Linked DNA regions of Sus scrofa: region 1 is linked to region 2. A link is a contact called in public Hi-C data. All regions are on one chromosome and are shown on one strand. Each heading gives the region's core, a stretch centred on a gene start, on an enhancer-like site or on the middle of the called end of the contact. The rest is flanking DNA. Distances are from core to core; before and after follow the strand shown.

Region 1 (2,700 bases), core at 133-2,632, 330 kb before region 2:
TGGCTCAGACCCCTGCAGAGGCAAGCGTTCGATCCCGGGCCCAGCGCAGTGGGTTAAAGGATCAGCTGTTGACACAGCTGGGATTCAATCCCTGGCCCAGGAACTTCCATATGCCACGGGTGCAGCCATGAAAAAAATAAATAAAAAAATAAAAACAAAAAGCAGTGTGAGGTGGTCACACGATTGGACACACACTCAATGGGCAAATGTGCAGAATAACATGGGATGAGAAGGACCAGACACTGCACTGCCGCAGGGTGAGGCTCTTCTCTGAAAACGTCCAAGGAGAGAGTGGGAAATAGCGATTCAGTTATTTTTTGAGGCTGGGCTTCCAGGGAATTTTCACTTTCTGTTTTTCTTTCTTTTCTTTTTTTGTCTTTTTAGGGCCACACCCGAGGCTTATGGAAGTTCCCAATCTAGGCGTGGAATCAGAGCTGTAGCTGCCGGTCTGTGCCACACACGTGCAGCAACATAGGGTCCAAGTCACATCTTCAACCTACACCATGGCTCATGGCAATGCCAGATCCTTAACCCACAGAGCGAGGCCAGGGATCAAACCTGCATCCTCATGGATGCTAGACAGATTCGTTTCTACTAAGCCACAATGGAAACGCCCCGCTTTTCCTATTTTTAAACGTTATCTTATTACTTGAATGATTTGCTATAAGCCCAAGTTATTTCTGTGGTCATAAACGTGAAAAACCCAAGTCTCGGCCACTGGCACGGTCACCCCTGGCTCCCCCTCCTTTACGCCACACCCTCGTCTGTGGCTGTCCTGGATACTCTGGAGCCTGATTTCATCACATCAAGGGCGACGCGAGTCGGCAGGCAGAGAGGGAGTCGAGCGCAAGGCGGAGGCCACAGCCTACTTTTGGAAGGAGACGAGTGTTCCCTGTGTGGCCTTTGCGAGTCACAGCGCTTCTCTGAGCCTCAGCTTCCTTCCTGCCCAGTAGCAGCCGGGACCCGGTGGGAGGCTGTCTGCACCACAGTGCTGGTACCCAGCTCGGACCCCCACGTGGACACAGACGAACAGGGAAGGGCTCTGCCTCCAGGCCCCGCACGACCTTCAAACGGCTTCCTCCCTGATGGGTTCCCATCTTCTCGGCGAGCCCCGGGGCCTCCAAGGGCGCAGGAAGGGCCTGCGACTTCCAGGGAAAACCCTGCCGCCCCGCCTGGGTTACTCCGCCCGGCGCGGGAGGCCGCGCCCCGGCAAAGTCCGACCACCCCGCCCCGGCGCCATGCTCAGCACCGGAGCCTGCCCGGGGAAAGCCCGGCGGCCCCACCCCAGCTCCGCGCCTGCATCCTCAGCATCCGCACGGCTCGCGGCCACCCCATTGGCCCGCGCCCGCTCTGCAGGGCCGCCCCGCAGCCAATCGCCTTCGGGGGGCGGAGCTGTGGGCCTGGCCGTGAGCTCCGAGCCGCTGCAGCCCGAGGCGCCTCCGGCCAGAACAGCCCGGCCCCTCGGCGGCGGCGCACCTTGACGGGAGAGGCGGGCCATGCAGGAGCCGCTGCTGGGAGCCGAGGGCCCGGACTATGACACCTTCCCCGAGAAGCCGCCCCCGTCACCAGGGGAGAGGACGCGAGTCGGGTGAGAGTCGCTCGGCATGGGGGCTGCGGGTGGAGGCTGGGGATGGCCCTGGTACCCTCCAGTCGGCGGCTGGCGCCCACCTTGGGCCTTCACTGACCTTCAGTGAGTGGCTGGGCCATCTGGTCCCTTCCTGTCCCAGACACTCTAGTCCTGTTTAAGGAGCTGGTCTCCCGAGTACTGGGCCTGGCCCCTAGTTGGCAGAAACAGGGCGAATGAGGCCCAGAGAGGGCGAGGGGCTTGCCTAAGGTCACACAGCAAGCCATGGATGGCAAAGCTGGGAGGAGAAACCAAGCCTCCTCTTCTGAGAAACAGCACTCCAGCACCGGGGTCTCGGCCACGGCGATGGGGACTGTCCTCCCGCTCTGGCGACTTCCCAAGGAAGCCGGTGCTCAGGCTTGAGAGGTGGCCGTCTGACCGTCTGGGCTCAGCCCTCCCCAGCACTGCCCTTGGAGTGGGTAGCCGTTGTGCTCTGTTAGCTGAGGAGGGACTCCAAAATCCTCATCCCTCTACACCCCCCTCCCCAGGGTCCTGCAGAGCAAGAGGGTGTTGCTGGCAGCCTTCGCCGCTGTGCTGGGCAACTTCAGTTTCGGGTACTCCCTGGTCTATGCGTCCCCTGTCATCCCCGCCCTGGAGCACTCCTTGGATCCAAACCTGAGTCTGACCAAAACCCAGGCATCCTGGTTTGGGGTAAGAGCCATGCTGCGAGCTGGGGAGGGGGAGGGCAGGGGGCCCACTGAGCTCTGTCCCCAGCTGGGAACCCCCTGAAAGCTCAGCCTTGGGACCCCCTCTGGGGCCCCGATGTGCCCCTCCCCCACCCATCCCAGGCTGGGGGGCAGGGCCAGAGAATGGCCCTGAAATAAAAAGAGGAAGTAGAAGATGACGGAGGAGAAGGGGTGGGAAGGAGCAGGTGGGGAGACGTCCTCAAGGCCTCGGCTGGGTCAGGTTGAGTGGAGACCCCCCCCCACGCACACCGGGAGCCTCCCTGGATGAGGAGAGGCAGGGCCATCAGGTACCAATGGAAAGAGCGCAGCTGGGCCAAGAGGGGGGGGGTCCCAGGACACCTGGTTAGGAGGAGCAGAGGTCCCCAGAGTCCCAGGATTCTGGAATTGCAA
Region 2 (2,700 bases), core at 26-2,525:
TTTACAGACTCAGAGCCAAGAGTCCAAGACAGACAATTAACACGTTAAAATAACTTCAGGTTGGAATTAGCAGGTTGGGTAGGCAGATATTAACTGCTAGCAGCCACTTTAGTGAGGGCCATCAGGGAACAACTCTCTCAAGAGGAGACACTTCAAGATCTGGTTCGTGTAAAGCCCTTACATTGAGCTTTCTTTGCACAAGCTAAGAATTCATCTCGGCTCCACTCTTTGCTGGGCGAATCTGAACAAGCTGTTTCAGTTTCCTTGTAAAATTCAGACACTGACACTTCCTACCAGGAAGGGTTCCAGTGAGGATCATGTTTTAAGTAAAGCACCTAGAACTGTAGCTCGTACAGAGTAAGTTGTTAGCTTTGACTACCTTTAGCCTAAATAACATAATTCTTCCTTCCTCCCTCTCACTTAGGTCGACGGTTCCTAATTTCCCATATCTCAGTTTTCTGCTTCGTGAAATGAGGATGTGGCAGTCCAGCACATCCTGCGGTGGCAGAAAGCGGGGAGCTGCAGCTGAGCTGAGCTCAAGGCAGAAATGCCAAAGCTGCGGCTCATCCGAGGATGGGAGACCCTCTCTGCGTCTCCCTATGGTTCTTTTCACGCGCCCTCTGCCCGCGAAGAAAAAACGGTCCACGCCGAGTGGTCTCAGAAGCAAATCCCCGCCCGCTGGCCGCTGCAGAGCCAGCCTCAAGCTCCACTGCCAAGGAAACCTCGCGTCCCTGGGTGGTCCCGCCCCTCTGGCCGTTGTCCCGCGATTGTCCGCCCCGTGGACCCCGGAGACTCCACGCTCCTCACCCGGGAGACGCTTTCCTCGCCGCCCAGGGTCAGCAGCATCTTGGACACGTCGCGCACCAGGCCCGGGTACTCCACACACACCATGCGCCGCTCGTGCCGCAGGTCCACCGAGACGGCGCCCCCCTGCCCCGCGTCGGCCGCCGCCGCCATCCCTGCCAGTCTAGTCGGGTCCGCCGCGGTCCGTTCCTGTCCTCGCGCTCCCAGAGGCCTCGCCCCAAAGGTTCCGCGAAGGAATCGTTCCGGCCTCCTCCTGGCTCGCGCCTCCCCAAATCCCTGAGTTGCGCGAGGCTCGAAGTCCTCAGGGAGCAAAGGCCCGAAGGAAGGGCCTAAGACTTCGGAGTTAACACCCGCTGGATCCTCAACTTTGTGTTTTAAATGAAGAGGGTTGGAGCCCAAGGGGCGGGGTAAGGGCCTGTCTCTCCCACCAACCCGAGGGACGGCGACGCTTGTAAGACACCACCCAGCCCTCGACTTTAGCCAATGAGAACCCGAGGGCCGAGCCGAGCTTTTTAGCCAATGAAGAGTCAAGACGAAGCCGGGTTTCCGCCCCCTTCCTTGGCTCCCTTAGGTTTTAGCCAATAATGAACCAGGGTTAGGTTGGGTCCCCGCCCCTTCCTGGGATTTAACCCAATAATAGATGGGGGCGTGTCCGAAGCAAACTTCCGGCCGCTCTTCCTGCGTGGAAAGGTCCCAGTAAGCAATGGGTTTCCGGACCCCGGGTCCGCCAAGTGGGTTTCCTCCCGGGTGGGTTCCCTCCCTTTCCCGCTGACCGCCCCAGAATGTGGTTTTTAGCGGCGCACGGAGGCCGCGAGGAGTCCGATCTGGACATGGAGAGCGCGATCTGGAAATGCACTTTGAATGCTTGCCCACCTCCACTCTCAGAAAACGCGGAAGCGCTCCCCGCGCGGACTAAGGCGGGCGTCCGTCCTTCGTTTCTTAGTTATTTAGCGCCTGCTGTGTGCTGGGCACCACTCAAACCTCACCGAAGCATGAAGTGAGGAGACCCCGAAGCGAGCGACTGGGGGCCGTTCTAGGAAGTGACAAAAAGCGAAACTTGAAGGAGCAAAGTGGAGGGAGATGAAGGGTCAGAGGTCGACAAAGGCCAAACAGATCCTTAAAACGATTTACCTAACGGGTTGGCTTTTTCTGAGTGCAATGGAGAGCCCTTGAAGGGTTTTGTGCTGGGAGTGCGGGAATCTGATTTATGCATTTGACTCTTTGGCTGTTTCCTTGGCGTTGTTTGTTTATGTTTTAGCGGTGCCTGTGGCATGTGGAAGTCCCCAAGCCTGAACTCGAACCCAAGCCACAGCAGTGACAACCCTGAACCCTTCACTGCTAGGCCACCAGGGAACTCCTCTGTGGCTGTTGTGTAGAGAATAGACCAGAGACACCAAAAGCAGACTCAGATAAACCACCGGAGAGAGGTTGCATAATCCAGGCACGAAATGCTGCCGGGGGAAGTGGCAGTGAGGATGGAAAGAAGGGACTGGATTCGAGGACGTTAGGAGATAAAAGAGACTCCTTGGGAATGGATACCCCACGTTTCTGAAATGACTCCTGAATCAAAAAGTTATGTTATTATTCTAGATGGATTTAAGAAGGCCGAATAAATGACTGCAGGGACCACTAAATACATTTTTTAAAGAAAAATGTGTAATCTGAATGTGAGGTATATGTCATCGGCTGGGAGCCTGAAAGGAAGCCCACTCAGATCGCTGGGAGGAGTCCACCAGCAGCACATGGTGGAGGAGCTGGAGGAGGCCAGGCACAAGGGCTTCGCAGTCCTTGACCTGCCTTCTCCAGCCGGAACTTGCCTGCTCCACTGGGGAAGAAGATTCTGTGCAGTGCAGCCAAGAGAATTCTCCGGAATTTTCCATGCCTTGACATTAAATG

Evidence for each region. Hi-C and Micro-C count contacts between places; a contact is called where the count stands out from the background.
Region 1: a Hi-C map of embryonic fibroblasts shows a contact between it and region 2, with 4 times the contacts expected there. The contact joins the promoter of SLC2A6 here to the promoter of GTF3C5 in region 2. A contact is called at or near these places in 1 of 5 promoter capture datasets (liver) and 1 of 47 Hi-C or Micro-C datasets (embryonic fibroblasts).

The regions. Positions count from the first base shown.
Region 1 is chr1:273,074,137-273,076,836 of Sscrofa11.1, reverse strand. SLC2A6 (solute carrier family 2, facilitated glucose transporter member 6) reads left to right here and starts at 1,382. Exons shown (of 10, transcript XM_003353701.4): 1 at 1,382-1,588; 2 at 2,113-2,275. The coding sequence starts at 1,497.
Region 2 is chr1:272,742,102-272,744,801 of Sscrofa11.1, reverse strand. It overlaps GTF3C5 (general transcription factor 3C polypeptide 5), which reads right to left and starts at 1,275. Exons shown (of 11, transcript XM_021070913.1): 1 at 808-1,275. The coding sequence starts at 957.